Linked DNA regions of Mus musculus: region 1 is linked to region 2. A link is a contact called in public HiChIP or PLAC-seq data. All regions are on one chromosome and are shown on one strand. Each heading gives the region's core, a stretch centred on a gene start, on an enhancer-like site or on the middle of the called end of the contact. The rest is flanking DNA. Distances are from core to core; before and after follow the strand shown.

What was found. HiChIP or PLAC-seq counts read pairs in DNA pulled down with a chosen protein or histone mark.
Region 1: a contact with region 2 is called in an H3K4me3 HiChIP or PLAC-seq map of bone marrow-derived macrophages, with 4 times the contacts expected there. The contact joins two enhancer-like sites. A contact is called at or near these places in 1 of 39 promoter capture datasets (liver) and 5 of 115 datasets of contacts at active chromatin or transcription factors (astrocytes, bone marrow-derived macrophages, embryonic stem cells and 2 more).

What each region holds. Positions count from the first base shown.
Region 1 is chr17:26,660,168-26,664,457 of GRCm38.p6, forward strand. No RefSeq gene overlaps it. Among named protein-coding and RNA genes, the nearest start is that of Atp6v0e, 14 kb to the right of the region's middle. Within about 2 kb of position 3,009, at least 229 of the 459 cell types and tissues checked have an H3K27ac peak or open chromatin away from gene starts, as enhancers often do. A contact at or near this core is called in bone marrow-derived macrophages and liver, where this site is marked.
Region 2 is chr17:25,911,892-25,916,627 of GRCm38.p6, forward strand. The region is part of intron 2 of Rab40c (Rab40C, member RAS oncogene family); the gene reads right to left. Among named protein-coding and RNA genes, the nearest start is that of Rab40c, 5.5 kb to the right of the region's middle. Within about 2 kb of position 1,735, at least 78 of the 459 cell types and tissues checked have an H3K27ac peak or open chromatin away from gene starts, as enhancers often do. A contact at or near this core is called in bone marrow-derived macrophages and liver, where this site is marked.

The sequences.
Region 1 (4,290 bases), core at 1,759-4,258, 750 kb after region 2:
TCAGTCCATGCACCATGAATGGATGAGTGGCAGGGCTAGAGACGACGAACGAATAATACTTTGCACAGAATATCACTTGGGTTCCTAAGATGAAAACAGCAGAAACCACAGGCCCTTTCCCTCCCTCCTCACTACTACAGTGCTCAGGACAGGTGCCTCCTTCACAGCTCAGGCAAACCCAGGAAGGACCAAGACTTCACTCCCAGAGGATGCGCAGCGTGTCTCAATCTGACGAACCTGCAGGTGGCGCCCGCGCTACCAGCAATCTTCCAACAGAAGAGCAGAGCTCCGGTGCAAGGCTGAGGAGGGGAAGGCAAGGACCCAGAGGTGGGGGGGGGGGGGGGGGTGGGCGGCCATGGACTCAAGACGGTGAGCTGGCTCTTCCCCAAAGCTCTCACTCGGTTTAAAAAAAAAAAAAAAGGTATAATACAAAAAATAGAAATAAACGGTAGAGAAAGCACACTTCACACTGTCTCCCATCGTGGCGCATCGCACCTATTTCCATCAAACAAAGCTAAGGGTTTACATAATTGTGATTAATTTTAGGAGTCTGAGCGCTGAGAGCCAGTCCTCAGCATAAAAGCCTAAATGTGAAGAGTACGTACGGTAGATGCAAAGGCTGACTTTTGGACTATCCTGGAGTGAGCCAGCCCACACATCTGATTTTCTTAGGAAGATTGATTAGAACTGCTTTGTGCCAGATGCTGTCCTGAACACTCTAGGAAACCCATTTAATTCTCACGACAACCTACTGAGATTATACCTACTCTACAGATCAGAGAGTTAGGACTATAAAACTGACAGTTCCCATGTCCAGCAAGAAAGACACACTTGGGACCAGGTATGGCTTTATGAGCCAAGCAAGGGCTAAACAAACAACGGAGGGGTTGGGGGCGGGGGGACATTTAGGGAGAACATTGGTTCTCCCTAAAATTCTTGGAAGGTGAGAGAACACTTTTTTAAAAGTTCAGATTTGAGGGATCAGGAAGTGTAAGTTAGTGGTAAGGTATGTGTTTAATATGTTGTTATAAGTTCAATCTCTAGCATCAATAAATTACATTTTAATTTAATTTAAAGTAATGCAGATATAACCCTGACCTTCCACCATGTGTTTTTATAGAATTGTATGCAATAGGACCCAAATTTCTGCATATAGAACTTCTTAGTAATTCTGAAGAAGCCAGTCAGATGGCTTTTGAAAGGTGTGTCATGGTGTTTAAAGAATTTGGACAATTACAATCAGCCTGTCACATGGGTAGGGTTCACCCAAATTAAACTAGACACAAGTAGAAAATATTTAGATTTTTTTAAAAGTTCATCTATACTGAATATGTACAGATTTTTTTTTCTTTTCATGTCCTAAGCAATACAGTATCAAAACTCATACAGCCTTTACAGTGTACTAGTTGCTATATCTAGATATGATTATGCAGGAGGACATGCATAGGATATACATATACATATATATGCCAAGTGAACATTATGATGGAATGGACTTGAATAGCCATAGATGGAGGTTCTGTGACCAGGATGCTGAGAGCAACTGTGCAGTATATATCTGTTAAGTTTAAACCCTGACTGAGGTACCTACTTAACATATTACAGTGCACCTGGCCTCCAGGTTCTCCCAGCACCCCTCAGGATGCTTTACATGGTATGGCTGGCAAGCCCTGCCCTCTACCCTGAAATCAAGCTGTGCTGCTTCCCCCCAGAGACTCTTCCCTATATAATCCAGACATTCTGGTTACCCACCCTTCCTTTTTGTACCTTTGGCCTCCCGACTGCTGCACTTGGTTCCTCTCTCTCCCTTCCTCTTCCCCTTTCCATCTTCCCATGGTTCAGGGTCAGTTCTAGCCTGGACTCTTCCAGCTATGTCCGCCTCTGGCTATGTCTCCCTTTTATCTACAATAAACTTTCTCCTTCACTGTTCCTGGGAGCAGTCATGTCCTTTTCTTTCCTTTTTCATTTTTCTTTCTTTTTCTTTTTCTTTTTCTTTTTCCATTTGAAACCCATGTAATTTCTACAGACTCCTTTGTGGTGGGAAAGGGGGGGTGAAGTTTGGGGGTGAGGTGTTTGGGAATGGAGAGAAACTAAAAAGACATCATCAAGGAACTGGGGCTGCATGTGGCTCAGTGATAAAAGGGTTGCTGGGAAATAGGAGGTGGGTCTTCGTCTTGATAAAAATAATTTTTGTTAAAATGGACTCAAAAAGAAGTTGAGAACCATCTTGTGGGCTGTAAATCTCAGCTGTGGCAGCCGGGAGGAGAGATGTAAGAAAAGGCCAAGAAAAGGTTGCAGGCTGGGCAACGGAGGTCTCAGAGCAGCTTGTGCGGGTGTGGGGTAAATGGGTGAGGGAAGAGCTGTCTTCTGGGAATAATGCCCGAGGTGTCATGGCAAGCAAGGTGGGCTTTTAGCCTAGTTTACTGGGCATCCTCCCTTTCCTTTGAAATTTTACATTTTAAAGAGGGGCAATTTGCAGTGCTTCTCTATCTTAAAATGGGTGTGTCATCAAGGAAGCAGGAGGTGGGAGGCCAAGCAGATTTGGACAGAGTCCATCCTCAGTGGTATCCGAGCCGGCTAATGCCTGTCGAAGTACCCAACAGATATATCTTGGTTGGTTGGCTGATTTATGAGAAAGGGTCTCATACACTCCAGGCCAGCTCTTAACTTTTGATCCTCTGGGCTCTCCACCTCCCCAGTACTGGAATAGTAGGAATGAGACACCAAGCCAAGCTAGAAAGGGTCCCAAAGCCCTGGGTTCGGTCCCCGACACAAAACCAGAAACTGAAGCCAGAGAAGCATCGATGAGCTTCTGTTTCAGGCCCTACAAAGCGGTTCCATTAGGGGCTCCAGCCTGAGGTCCTGCCTACTCCGCTACACGGAGAGAACATGCCGAGACTCAACTCCAGCCGCAGGGGGCGCTGTTCTGCTTTCCTGAGGCAGGAAGCGCAGACTCGCGTCCCTTCTGTGCTTGAGCTACAAGAAATGTCATTTCCGGGCCTGCAATGCACGCCACCGGAACCGGAACCGGTGGGTAGTAGTGGTTCCGCCAGGACCCAGATTGTAGGCAGTTCCATCCCTTGGTGACTTCGGACCGCAGCATAAACCTCAAACACCATCTCTATGCCCCCTCCTACATGCTCTGAAAGACCTTGTCTTCCCGGCTGTCCAAGAAACTGCGGCAGAAGTAGAGCGTCTGCTCTATGCCCATTCGCAAGGACCAGGTACATCCAAAGGTCCTCGAGTTCTAGTTACTCAAGGGCGTATAGCTCATGCACCTCGTTATCATGAAATCCTGCAGGAGTCACATACCCCGAGACCTCAGCAAGGCGGCAGAGTGACTGCCGACAAGCTAGACCAGAGCCACTACAGTGCATTGAGTCCCCTTTGCCCTTATCACAAGCAGACTGTCTCCAGGTACAGATCTGACCATTGTTTTAGGGAATGAAGTGAGATAAAGTGAGGGGCTTTGCGTATTGGATGGACATCTGATGGTTGAGAGGTAAATTAGTAAAAAATATAACGAGTGAAGTGGAAAGAGTGGCGAGGCCAGTGATAGGCAGGCCGGGCTGGGCAGTTCCGAGTGCGCACTGCTCTTACAGAGAAACTGAGTGTAGCGCCCAGCGCCCATGTCTGGCAGCGTACAACTGCCTGTAATTCCAGCTGCAGGGAGATTCCATGCCCTGGGCCCTATGGACACTGCAGTCATGTGACATACAGACGTATACACATCATTATACATAGGCCTTTAATCCCAGCACTGAGGAGGCATACAAATTAAGTTTGAGGCCGGCCTGGTCTACACAGATCCAGTTCCAGGATAGTCAGAGCTATATAGAGAGGCCCTGTCTTGAAAAACCAATATGAACCTGAAAATGTTTGCCTTATATAAAGGAGAACGTCAAGAGTCTTCAGGCCACCGCAACCTTGCAAATCGCTCTCCTTTGCAAACAAGCTGGAAAATTCATATTCTCTTCTTTCTCCACATATCCTTCCTGCTACTGCTCTGTTCCTCATTTCATAGTCCGGTTTCTCAAAAGAGTCGTCTCCACCTGCCAAGCATAGTGATCTATGCTTTAATTCCTGGCACTCAGGAGATAGGAGCATGAGACTCTCTCAGGCCAGCCTGGTTTACAGAGCAAGTTCCAGGACAGCAAGGAGACATTGTCTCAAAAGACAGACAGACACAAAGAGAGATAGACAGAGAGAGGACTACCCTGTGTTCCCATTCACTCGTGGATGCTCTCCAGTCTCATCCCTGTCCCAGCTGCTTAGGCTGGGGTTATCAGT
Region 2 (4,736 bases), core at 485-2,984:
CCATTCAATGTCTTCCCTTCTGCAGGGTTCTACTGTTCCTGGCCCTGCTCAGCCAGAGGATGCTTCAGGGACACAAAGACTCATAGCCTAGGCAAGACTGCTGACTCACCCTCTTTGAACAAAGTGTTGGCATGGGGCAGGGCAGGGCAGGCAGGCAGCCTGGGCAGTGACCTAGTTCCCTTGGTCGTGCTTCACTCTTAGGCAGAGATTTTCTGAACCTAAAGAAGAGGCCCTCAGCAACCCTGGTAAGTGTCACTGCACCTGTTCAGTACCTCACACGGGCTTCAAGCACCTTGAACCCTGATCCATTTACCCTAATAACTAGGTCTTATGCAGATTCAAATGGTTAATAGTGTGCACAGCTGAAAGGCACCAGGTCCACTTCAGCTACAGCTCCCAAGCTAACCCACATACCCTCACCTCACTGGCTCAGAGCTTCTGGCACTTGGCTGTCAACTCTTCGAAATGCTTCACAAATTATGAGATTACCTGTGCCTGTCCAGTACTCAGTTCTTCTATCCTCTGCTTTTCCTAGATGCTGGCATGGATAGCCCTCTCAGGACAGAGATGTCCTTCACTGAAGTTGTTCAAGCACTTGTTATAAACCCCACCTGAAAGCCCTGTCTATCTCTCTTGCCTCTATGCCCTCTGCAGGCCTGGACCCTTTGAGTACTTCGCGTCTTGCCTCCTCTTCCCAGCTGTATTGGCTAGTTTTGTGTCAACTTGACACAGCTGGAGTTATCACAGAGAAAGGAGCTTCAGTTGAGGAAATGCCTCCATGAGATCCAACTGTAAGGCATTTTCTCAATTAGTGATCAAGGGGGCAAGGCCCCTTGTGGGTGGGACCATCTCTGGGCTGGTTGTCTTGGGTTCTATAAGAGAGCAGGCTGAGCCGGGCGTGGTGGCACACGCCTTTAATCCCAGCACTCGGGAGGCAGAGGCAGGTGGATTTCTGAGTTCAAGGCCAGCCTGGTCTACAAAGTGAGTTCCAGGACAGCCAGGGCTATAGAGAAACCCTGTCTCGAAAAACCACAAAAAAAAAAAAAAAAAAAAAAAAAAAAAAGAGAGCAGGCTGAGCAAGCCAGAAAAGAACATCCCTCCATGGCCTCTGCATCAGCTCCTGCTTTCTGACCTGCTTGAGTTCCAGTCCTGCATCCTTTGGTGATCAACAGCAGTATGGAAATGTAAGCCGAATAAACCCTTTCCTCCCCAACTTGCTTCTTGGTCATGATGTTTGTGCAGGAATAGAAACCCTGACTAAGACACCAGCAGACAGTTATTTCATGTGTCTGCGCCACTGTGCCTGCATGTGTGTATGTGCACCACTTGCAGACTTGGTGTCCTCAGACATCAAAAGGAGGAAATCGGAACCGGAGTTATAGACGACTGAGCCTCCTTGTAGGTGCTGGAAAGTAAACTAGGGTTCTCTGCAAGAACAAGTGTTCTTAACTGTTCTCCAGCGCTGTCCCCACCCCCAGCTTCCAGATTTAAATGTCTGGCACCTTGACAGGCAGGTAGTGTTCTACTTCAGTTCATCTGGTGTGTGCCCCACTGCTTGTCAGGTTCGCCTTTCTCTACTATTCCCATCCTTCTACTTTCTGAAGGACAAATGTGTAAAGATATATGCTGTGTTCGGGATCCTGGTTTTAGCAAAAGAGCCACAGACATGAGAATCACCCGTCACTACACGGACTCAGAGGGACTACTTTTCCACCTACCTCCCACGCAAGCACAGTCTCCTAGACACCGTCCTTGGCCCAGTCAGCCTCTCTGTGGATGCTCCGCCCCCGCCAACCTCATACTGCTGGTCCCCAACACCTGCTTTACTGGCATGTAGCTAATCAGCCTGGCCACCTACCTCCCGTTCCTTGTCTTCTTCAGGTTTCTCTCAACCAGCATGCTAAATGCTAAAGGCTGTTTGTTCCCTGCATTCTTAGATAGCAGAGACGTTCTGGTCAATGTACAACTCCACAGCTTCCTGTTAAATGTGTCCTAGTTTCAGGCTCCACACCTCAGTGAGGCAGCTTTGTAGGGATCAAGCAATTTTATACCTTTCCAGTTATCATCTTCAAAAAGAACAGGCAGCAAAAGGACCTGCCAAGGGCCAGTTCCCTCCCTTCATGTCCTTCCCACCCCCTGCTCAGCTCCTGATACTGCTTCCTTCCTGAAATGCTGCTGTTAAATTTAGATCACCCCCAAGCCACAAACAATCACGCTGATGGAAAAGATGACATTATCTATGCAACTTAACAATCCCAAGTGTGACCACACAATCCTCCCAGAAAGCTGACAGTCTTGCTGGGCTTGCCATCTGAGCCTTTGCTATGTCACTTGGTATTGTTTATACTACCAAAAACAAATATTCTAGTTAAATGTGGTAATCTTACTACTTGGGGAGCAGAGGCAGAAGCAGGAGGATCACTTTAAGTTCATGGCCAGCCTGGTCTAAATATTGAGTTCTAGGCCAGTCAGAGTTATATAATGAGACCTTGTCCCAAAAAGTCTGTAAAAGCAAACTGTCCTCTAATCGGCTCTGGCTTGTAGCCTGCACTTCTGGCCGGCAGGTGGGATGCACTTAAGACATCCACAAATACATGACTGAACAGATGAATGAAATGCTGAGGGTGAGGTGCAGGCACTGTGAGAAAGACGGACCTAGTCAGAGCCAACAAACAGAAGGTAACCAACCCCCAGAGGGTGGCTTACATGCCCAGGCACAATAGGAACCAATGTCCAGGTGAATGCTTCTCTGGGAATGGAGCAGACAAGCCAGCATTTGCAGGGCCCGTGTCAAACTATAATGGCCTGTCAAGAAGTAACAAGGATGATATGGCTTTTCAGAAAATAGCTGGGTCAGGTAGGAGCTGGGACAGATCTCCTAAGGTGCGGATAGCGAATCAAGTGTACAGAAGCAGCGAGTGTCTAGCAACCCTACACCTACTGAGGGTTAAGAGAGTAAAACCAGGAAGTGCCACTGCTGCACTGTTTGAAGTCTGCCTAGCTCCCTCTCAATGAAGGCTAGAACAGAGCCACCCAGGACCCCAGTGACCATACCACCCAGGCTCTCTGAGCCTCTTCCATGATAGGAATCATGGGTACTGGTGAAGATTAAATGACGAATAGATACGCACTCAGCAACATGCTTGGAACAAACCACACACTGGAGGAATTAGCTGTTACCACAGTGGCCATTCCTGTTCCTCCTGGAGCCAACAATTTGCCAGAAAACCTGGCATCTAACATAGGGAAAGCCAACAGAATCCTCCAATAAATTACCCCACAGTATATACAGTAAAATTGAGACCTAAGTGCCTGGCTTCAGATAGAGTAGAGAAAGGAATGTGAAGAGTTACCATAGTGATCATGTGGACTAGCACCAAGGGAAGCTGTATAGAGGCCTTTCATTCACTCAGAAATATACATTTAGATCAGGCACAGTGGATCTGGAGTTCTAGACTAGGGAGGCCAAGGCAGGAGGATAACAAGTACAGTTTAGGTATACAGCAAGACCCTGTCTCAAAAGCATATGACTAAAAAAAGGGGGTCTAGGCAAGACTCGTGATAGTGCTGGAGATAATGCAATGATTGAGACATATGGAGTGTATGATTTAAAGACAGGTCCAATAATGGAAAATACATGCAAAAGTGGGTTTTAAGTTTCCCTTGAGCCGGGCGATGGTGGCACACACCTTTAATCCCAGCACTCAGGAAGCAGAGGCAAGCGGATTTTTTGAGTTCGAGGACAGCCTGGTCTACAGAGTGAGTTCCAAGAGAGCCAGGGCTACACAGAAAAACCCTGTCTCGGAAAAAAAAATTTTTTTCCCTTGAGTGGGGCTGGAAAGTTTGCTCAGCAATTAAGAGTACCGTTGCTCTTGAGGAAGACCTAGGTTTGAGTCCCAGCACCCACATGGTATCTCACAACTGTCTATTATAACTGCATAAGGACATCTGATGCCCTTGTTTGGTACCAGGTCTGGCACATGGTACACAGACATACACTCAGGCAAAATACCAATGTGGTACCTGCTCCTTAGACCTGTTCTGAGTTCAATCCCTAAATGCTCCACAAGGGTGAGAGAGAAAACCAACTCCCAAAGCTGTCTTTTTTTCCCCTTATTTACTTATGTTTTTTTTCTTTCTTTCTTTCTTTTTTTTGGTTTTTCGAAACAGGGTTTCTCTGTGTAGCCCTGGTTGTCCTGGAACTCACTGTCTAGACCAGGCTAGCCTTGAACTCAGAAATCTGCCTGCCTCTGCCTCCCAAGTGCTGGGATTAAAGGCGTGCACCACCACACAGCTCTATTTAGGTATTTTTGAGACAGAGAATCACTATGTAACTCTGACTATCCTAAAACTCACTGTGTAGACCAGGCTGGCTAGAACTCAAGAGATCCACCTGCCTCTGCCTCCTAAGTACTGGGATTAAAGATGTGTGCCACCATGTCCGGTAAAAAGCTGTCTTTTGACCTCTGTATGAGGACATACACACACCATTAATAAATAAAGTACTTAAAAACTCCCCCTGGCTGGGCAGTGATGGTGCATGCCTTTAATACCAGCACTTGGAAGGCAGAGGCAGGCAGATTTCTGAGTTCAAGGCTAGCCTGGTCTACAGAGTGAGTTCCAGGACAACCAGGGCTACACAGAGAAACCCTGTCTCAAAAAGCCAAAACATAAATAAAAAAATAAAAATAAAAAACTCCCCCTGACTCTGTCACTTAGAGAAATGGAATTCAACC